3 separate regions of the Mus musculus genome follow, and all the other regions are linked to region 3. A link is a contact called in public promoter capture Hi-C data. All regions are on one chromosome and are shown on one strand. Each heading gives the region's core, a stretch centred on a gene start, on an enhancer-like site or on the middle of the called end of the contact. The rest is flanking DNA. Distances are from core to core; before and after follow the strand shown. Region 1 overlaps Trappc12 (trafficking protein particle complex 12). Region 2 overlaps Dcdc2c (doublecortin domain containing 2C). Region 3 holds the start of Rsad2 (radical S-adenosyl methionine domain containing 2).

What was found. Promoter capture Hi-C pulls out the DNA fragments that hold promoters and counts their contacts.
Region 1: a promoter capture Hi-C map of liver shows a contact between it and region 3, with 2.9 times the contacts expected there. The contact joins the enhancer-like site here to the promoter of Rsad2 in region 3. A contact is called at or near these places in 4 of 39 promoter capture datasets (frontonasal cranial neural crest, hippocampal neurons and liver).
Region 2: a promoter capture Hi-C map of liver shows a contact between it and region 3, with 4 times the contacts expected there. The contact joins the enhancer-like site here to the promoter of Rsad2 in region 3. A contact is called at or near these places in 12 of 39 promoter capture datasets (the 3T3-L1 cell line, 3T3-L1-derived adipocytes, the C10 cell line and 8 more) and 1 of 115 datasets of contacts at active chromatin or transcription factors (stem cell-derived neural progenitor cells).

What each region holds. Positions count from the first base shown.
Region 1 is chr12:28,698,406-28,701,105 of GRCm38.p6, reverse strand. All of the region lies in intron 8 of Trappc12 (trafficking protein particle complex 12), which reads left to right. Among named protein-coding and RNA genes, the nearest start is that of Mir6937, 20 kb to the right of the region's middle. Within about 2 kb of position 1,260, at least 102 of the 459 cell types and tissues checked have an H3K27ac peak or open chromatin away from gene starts, as enhancers often do. A contact at or near this core is called in hippocampal neurons and liver, where this site is marked.
Region 2 is chr12:28,508,576-28,511,275 of GRCm38.p6, reverse strand. Dcdc2c (doublecortin domain containing 2C) reads left to right here. Exons shown (of 12, transcript NM_001373956.1): 10 at 269-310. Among named protein-coding and RNA genes, the nearest start is that of Dcdc2c, 42 kb to the left of the region's middle. Within about 2 kb of position 1,290, at least 11 of the 459 cell types and tissues checked have an H3K27ac peak or open chromatin away from gene starts, as enhancers often do. A contact at or near this core is called in liver, where this site is marked.
Region 3 is chr12:26,455,152-26,457,851 of GRCm38.p6, reverse strand. Rsad2 (radical S-adenosyl methionine domain containing 2) reads left to right here and starts at 1,400. Exons shown (of 6, transcript NM_021384.4): 1 at 1,400-1,781. The coding sequence starts at 1,433.

The DNA.
Region 1 (2,700 bases), core at 11-2,510, 2.2 Mb before region 3:
GCACCTGAGGAGCCAGTGTGACTCGGGGAGCTCTGCCGGGCTGTCAGTCACTGAATTTCCAGTCCATTCTCCACGTGGGCCCTGCCAGCGGGTTTTCAGCTTCTCTCTCATTTCAAATACATCCCATGCCTGGCTTGCCTCCCGCCCTGGGCACGGGTGGCCTGCCACAGAGCTGGCGGCCTTGCTGCCAGCTGCAGGCAGGCACTGAAGCCGCCACGGAATCTGTCAGCAGCAGACGCCCAGAGCAGCGCTGTTAACACCTTCCGAGCTGTGGTGAGACGGCTCATCAGCTCATCCTCAGCCAAGGTCGTCCTGCTCTGACTGAGCGGCCGCCAGCGGGCAGGTTACCAAGGGGAAGAGCGTGCTCCTCGCTTTAGAGCGACTGGCAGCCCTCCACGTGGCCAGCTCCTTGGACCTGGCAGGAAAGTCTGTGACCACAGCCCAGCCATAGGACAGTGTGTTTCCTCTGCACCTCTGCAGACAGGTGACGTGTGACATTGGGTGTAGACAGGCTCTTGTAGTAGGTGACCTTGACACAGAAGAATGGGTTTCCTAAAACCTCTCCAGCTGTCCTCACAGCTCTTTCCGACTCTTGAACACATTACAGCTTTTAGAAGTTCTGTGTGAGATATTTGCACATGGTCTGTTGCCACAGGGCCACTTTGTTCCTGGTATCTTCCCACATCCACCTCCCTGGTGACATCATTGCAGAGCCTCCCCCACCTCCCCATGGGCTGCAGCCCTCAGCCAAGGAGGGGCCTGCTTCCTTCTGTCCCACCGCCCCCTGTGAGGCCTGCCTCTCCTCACTGCTGTGGCCTGTAGCAGCCTGAGAAGGCACCGGGAGCCTCCAGTCTCCTGAAGTCTCTGAGCCTTGGTTGCCTTCTTAGGCTTGCAGCACTGGTGGTGCCCAGCCACAGGCTGAAGATGCTCAGGGAGGAAGTCGCTGCTCAGCTGCAGTGCACTCAGCTTGCCTTTCTGAGAGACTCTGTTAGAAAATAGTGTAACAAAAAACGCTTTCCTTTGTTTTACTGCAGTAGTGACACCGCCAGCAATGTAGGCACAGGCACCAAACGTCTGCCTGTGACATCCTGTCACCCAAGGTTCTGAACGGGACGGATTATCATGTCTCAAAAATACTTTCTCCATGGATGTAATTTAAATTAAAAGTTTGATTTAATCTTGATTTTCATGAGTTAAAGAAATGCTGTAAGGAAAGTGGATGTGAGCACATGCAGTCTGCTGCCATCTAGTGGACACGACAAGTATTGCCACAGTAGCTGGGCTGCATAGCTGGGGCCTGTGTGCCAGCTAACAATGACCTAATTAATCAGCCTTTTAATGATAAGAAATTTGCTCATATGTTCTAGTTCTGAGAGTCCCACTATATATTTCCAGGAACACCCGCTTGCAAGACAAAGCCCTTCGTTCATAAATGTGATATCCTGAGGTTTCACAGTAGCCATAAGATACCTGGACAGTTTTCAGCTTCACGTCCTTATACCTCCCACACAGCATTGACTATTGTGGCTTCTCTTTTGTGGGGAAGAGCCTGCCACACACAGGGTGCCTCCTCTTTGCTTGGAAAACACTACATAAAGCCTTTGTTGGCAACAGAACAGCCATTAATACAATTTAGCAGTCTCTCAGCCAATGCAGTTTTTAGGTGCAAGTCAGGCAAGAATGCTTTTGCCCACATATGAGTGTTTGTATTTCTATTCAAGGGCAGGTCAGTGTAGTCAGAAGAGTAGAGCGGACACACTACAAGAAGCTGTTGTCAGCTGGCCTCCAGGTTCCCAGAATGAGTGATTTCATTGACTAACAGCCAACTAGGTGGCCGTCAGTGACAGCCCTGAACACTCCCTCTAACCGCCCCCAGGCTTGTTGACACATGCTGACACTGATGCCGATAGCACCTGCCTGACAACCCCTTCTCTGCTGCTGCTTTTTCGGATCAGTCCCAAACCTGTGGATCCACCCTGCCTCCTAGGAGAACTGTAAAATCCTATCAAAACTGAACCTGGTGGTACATACCTTTAACACCAACATGGGAGACAGAAACAGATGGATCTCTTGAGAGTTCAAGACCAACTGAGTCTCTATAGTTAGTTACAGGCTGTACAGAGCTATACCGTAAGACTCAGTCTCAAAAAAGTTATATATAATGGGTATATTTATAGCCTGTTTCTTTTCTGTTGGGCCATTCTCAGTAGCATGTACCCTTGACCCTAGGGCAAGTTTGAAAGGCAGCAATGCCAATCAAAAAAATCTAAGATCCTAGCAGGGCTTACTCCTGAGGCATACTGACCCTCCATGCCATGCACCCTGGCCCTCCATGAGCTGTCCATCAGAAGCATCATGAGCAGGGTGGAGCCTAGGTCACGATGGCCTGTGATCAGATGCAGTACTGTGACTCGGCACAGCCTGCCCTCTGCTCGGTGAAATAAAACGTAAGGGTACGTACCAGGTTGGAGGAGGAGACCAGGATGGACCTTAGGGGCCATGGGCTAGACCCTGGTCAGCCTGAGAGCAGGCCCTCAAGTCGCACAGGGTGGCGTGTCCGTGTCCCCTCAGCCATGACCCTGACTGCCCAAAGGCTGCCTTCTCCCCTGACACCTCATGGTGCATGCACACACACACACATCCACGTGCACCTGCTGGCACAATGAGAAATAAGGCCGGCTGGCCTTGGGCGGGGCCGCA
Region 2 (2,700 bases), core at 41-2,540, 2.1 Mb before region 3:
CCCCATAAACACCGAACAAGCTGAACATAAAAAGTGTTTAGAAAGGGAAAAGTATATACTGAGGGAAAAGGGAGGAGGAATCAGGAGAACAGGGCAAGCTGAGAGCAGCCTGGAGTGGGAGTGGGACTTAGCACAAAAGCTTGGATTTTTGTTAAGGAAGAATCTGAACTAGCCGAGGAGGGGAGAAAAGACGGGGGAGGCTAAGAGTTTATTCATGGCACCTTTCTTGCAGATACTTGATGACCATATATATTTTTTTTAATAATAGGAAAAGGAAGTGGAAAGGCTTTATGAAGATATTGACAGAAAGGTTTGTATCAACAAACTGTAGCTTTGTGTTTCGCATGCAGAAGACAGGGTGCTCCCTGGACCCTCAGATCTATCAGGTGCCTCTTAGGAATGCAAGTTCCTTACCGGTCAGAAATCCTGGCCCAGTTCTTGGGGTTAGAAAACAAAGTCAGAGGTAAAGAAATGCCCTCATAGCATTTCAGATGGGCATATGCTCTACTGTGAACACAGCCTTAGGCAACACTTCCAAAGAGCTCTCCCTGGGGAGGTACATTTTTCTAGGCAGTGGTAACAATGTCATGTTTTCATTTCAGCCATGTGCTATGAGGGGGCATGTTACCTCCCCTGGGTGTGTGTGGAAGCCCCAGACAGTGTCCCTCTCACCCTCAGCCCTGCATCAGCTCTGTGTAAAGTAGGATTAAATTGTCATGGTTGCTATGTGAATGTTGATAATGACTTTTGGTTGAGTATGCCTAATTTATTCCACTTACCCTTTGGTTCACTTGGGCAGTTTATTGCTTCATCGAGAACATGGGACATTCGTGGGAATGTGAAGGTCAGTTACATAATCAAAGCTATCGTGGGTGGCTGAGCCTAGAGCCATATGTTGGGTCCACAGTTACCAGGATAGTGGCTATGGGAATTCACCTGAAAACCTCAGGCTCTGCTTTCTCCTCTGTTAAAGTTTCATTCCTTAAATGTAACAAAGTCCAACTCTAGAGCATCCATAAAACCTGCTCAGGGTTGTTTTCTTTGTATTAACTGGTGTTGGGTGGCTCTGTGAGCTCCAGGCTCCTTAGACTACAACGCCTGGACAACCATGCTAGGTAGCACTGGTGTGTTGTGTCAGCTCCTCTCTAGGTGTCATAGTGAAGTGATTTGCCCTATGTGTACTTTGTACTTTAACCACCATTTTCCATGTTTACAGGATCAAGGGTCAGGGAGACACAGACCTGAAAGTCCTATAAAACTGGCCTCTCTGTGTAAGAGAGTGATGGTGTGCTGGCACTTACCCTACTGTTAAGCCGCACAATGAGGGTTTGTGTACCTCAGCTTGAAGTCTGGCTGGTGGCCGTTAAACCCTGAGTTAAAAAGCAGGCTGTCAGCTCTGCTATCTGTCATCCTGTCTGGGGAACAGTGGCCGTCAGTCTTTCCAACCGGGCTGGAGAGACAAGTGTGTACACAGTGATTCCTCATCTGGGTAAATGGTTTAAGTGTCAAGCAAGCCTTTGGAAAATTCATCCCTTGTCTGGCACATGTGTGATTTGCTCCCCAAGCCAAGACAGAGTCTCTCTGTGTAGTCCTGGCTATCTGGAACTCACTCTGTAGACCAGGTAGGCTGGCCTTGAGCTCACAGAGATCTGCTTGTCTCTGCCTCCTGCGTGCTGGGATTAAAGATGTGTGCCACCACTGCCCGGCTGTTATTTGCTTTTTTGCTCAGGAAAAAAAAAAGCCAAAAACTATGTAATGAAAAGATTCAGCACTCAGGAGGCAGAGGCAGATGTTGGAACTTTGTGAGTTCAAGGACAGATTGATTTACATGGTGAGTTCCAGGGCAATCAGAGGTATTTGGTGAGACCCTGACTCAAAAACAAAACAACACATGGTTTTAGATTCGGAGCAGCATTGCGCGTAGATAGTGGGTAGTTGTATCATTTTGAGCTTTAGCTCCTCTGTCTACAACAGTGGGATGACTCCCAAATAATGAAGCCAGTCCACATTTCCTAACAGTGGCAAATTGTGAATAATTGATGCATGCCACAGTATCTCCAGGAGGAAAACAGACAAAGAAAGTGAGATGTCATGAGTCTGGTACCTGTTTCTTCCACCCATAACCTGTTTTCCTCCATCTAGAAGCTGTTTTTGTTTCTACATGTGCTTTAAGATTGGTCCTCTCCTCTCCTCTCCTCTCCTCTCCTCTCCTCTCCTCTCCTCCCCTCCCCTCCCCTCCCCTCCCCTCCTCTCCTTCTTTTCTTTTTCTTTCCTTTCCCTTCCCTCCCCTCCCTCCCCCTCTACTTTCTTTTCTTTCTTTCTTTCTTTCTTTCTTTCTTTCTTTCTTTCTTTCTTTCTTTCTTTCTTTCTTTCTTTCTTTCTTTCTTTCTTTCTTTCTTTCTTTCTTTCTCTCTCTCTCTCTCTCTCTCTCTCTCTCTCTCTCTCTCTCTCTCTCTCTCTCTTTCTTTCTGGTTTTAATGTGGTGTTTTATAAAAGATCCCCCCAAAGCTATTTTAACAAATGGGGGCTGGACTTGGAAGTACACGCCTTTAATCCTAACACTTGGAAGGCTGAGGCAGGGACTTCCATGCCAGAATAGGCGGCATAGTGAAGATACTTCAACAACAAAAACCCAGACTAAACAACTAAACAAAACACCCCTCCCTCCACAAAAAAATTGAGAAACCAAAGAAGACATCC
Region 3 (2,700 bases), core at 151-2,650:
AGCAAGTTAGATGTGTTGCCCCAAGGAACCTTATTACTGAAACACAGGAGCTTGCCTAGAGGTAAGGCACCAGCCACGTGCTGCAGACAGAGTGTGACTCTCAGGATTGTAGCATTGTACCATACTGGCAAAACTTTAAATGGAGGAGTTTGAGAAATATTTACTCCATATGTCCTTTAATAACATTAAAAAAAGAACCAATTATTAAGGAATCAAGTTTTAAAATGGCTATGCTCACAATCATCCATTGGACGGAGCACAGGGTACCCAATGAAGGCGCTAGAGAAAGTACCCAAGGAGCTGAAGAGGTTTGCAGCCCCATAGTAGGAACATCAATATGAACCAACCAGTACCCCCAGAGCTCCCAGGGACTAAACCACCAATAAAAGAAAACACATGGTGAGACTTGTGGCTCTAGCTGTATATGTAGCAGAGGATGGCCTAGTCAGTCATCAATGGGAGGAGAGGCCCTTGGTCCTATGATGGTGCTATGCCCCAGTATAGGGGAATGTCAGGGCCAGGAATGGGAGTGGGTAGGTTGTGGAGCAGAGGGAGGAGGAGGGGATGGGTGATTTTCGGAGGGGAAACTAGGAAAGGGGATAACATTTGAAATGTAAATAAAGAAAATATCTAATAAAATATATGTTAAAAAGTAGCTTAAAAAAGAATATAAAGTTGGGTGGGTAGGGAGGTGGAGAGCATCTGGAAGGAATGGAAAAGAAGAAAACATGAGAATATATTGTATTATTGTATTATTATATTGTATTCAATAAAAAGGTTTTAAAAACATAAAATGACTAAATTTACTTTGCCAAATTTCTCTGTTGTGTTTGCCTGGAATATACCAGTCTTGAGTCCTTTTGAGAATGTTGCCAGGCACTGTCAAGGTCAACATACAACTGACTTGCTACATACCAAGCTATAAACATACCAAGTTACAAAACTCTAGGGTTTTGGTGAGTTTGTTTTGTTTTGTTTGTTTGTTTGGGGGTGGGTGGGCGGGGAAAGAGCAGAATATTTAAAAATTGTTGAGTGTGCATAGATAATCGTTGTAAGAGGCTTAATGCAAATATTTTGTTTGTTTGTTAAAATAACAGCCTGCAAGGATGCAGCTATATGTCTGTCTGTAAGAAACTTGTTTCAGAAACTCGTGGCTGCTGGAATTCTTGCAGCGTCATCAGGACAGATGTTTACAGGGGTTATAGGGGCAGCCGGAAGCCAAGGAAAGGCAGTGAGTTGGCCTGCGCGTCCTAAGGTTCAGTCTTGGCTCTGGTCCAACTTTCATTTTCAGAAAACAGAAACTCTGTTTAACTGAGTCAAGGGAGGTGTTTCCCTCCTCCTTGTGACACAGTGATCAAATGCTTGGGGGCGTGGCTAGCTGGGCCACAGTTTATAAGCCCTTACAGGCAGCAGCAGGTGTGTGCCTATCACCATGGGGATGCTGGTGCCCACTGCTCTAGCTGCTCGGCTGCTGAGCCTGTTCCAGCAGCAGCTGGGTTCCCTCTGGAGTGGCCTGGCCATCCTGTTCTGCTGGCTGAGAATAGCATTAGGGTGGCTAGATCCCGGGAAGGAACAGCCACAGGTCCGGGGTGAGCCGGAGGACACCCAGGAGACCCAGGAAGATGGGAACAGCACTCAGCCCACAACCCCCGTGAGTGTCAACTACCACTTCACTCGTCAGTGCAACTACAAATGTGGCTTCTGCTTCCACACAGCCAAGACATCCTTCGTGCTGCCCCTGGAGGAGGCCAAGCGAGGACTGCTTCTGCTCAAACAGGCTGGTAAGTTCCTGGACCAGACAGAAGCCAGGATGGTCCAGGACAGTTGTGCATAGGATAGGCATGGGAAGGGCTCCATGAAAATTTGCCACACCAGGGAACAGGCAGATTTGCATGAATGAGAAAGGAGCACCAGGGAGCCAGGAAGGACCTCCAGGCTGGGAGTTGGCCTGGCCAGGACCATGGAACTCACTCTTGTTGGCAGAGGTGTGTGGTCAGTGACCCCTATTCATCCTTGTGTTTGGAACAGAGTTCTCCCAGAGAAATCTGATTTCCAGAAACACTAAGTGAGGAAGGGGTGGGTGTGTGGAGACCCAAGTCCTCTATGTAAACAACCTGGCAGAAGTTTCACCCTGTTCCATCTGTATTCATTGATGGAAACTTCTCTCTCTCTTTAAAAAACAATCTGTGTGTACACATGATGTGTGTGTGTGTGTGTGTGTGTGTGTGTGTGTGTGTGTGTGTGTGTGTGTGTGTGAGAGAGTTTGTGTATTCATGTGTATGTGTCTCAGTCTGCTGCTGGGTACAGCAAGTCTATGAGCATCATAGGACAATTTCAGGTGTTAGTTCAGTCTTAGCCTTGTCAAATCCTGTTTGAGACAGGATTTACCTTTGGTTCGCTGCTAATGTACAATATTGATTAGCATTCAATCCTTGCAGATTGTCCTGTCTTTCCTCCCATCTGGAAGGAGGAGGGCCAGCAGTACAAACTCCCACTACCATGTTTCAGGTTCACTTGGGTGTTGGGGATCTAAACACACATTCTCAGAGCTGTCCAGCCTGTGTATTACACACTGAGCCACCTCTCCAGCCCCATGGGAGCCTTAAAATATTTTCGACAGGTGTGTTATGGGATTTTCTTCCCAAGACTTGCTGTCGTACTCTATCAACCAGTCTCAGGTATGCATTAAGCAGTGAAGTT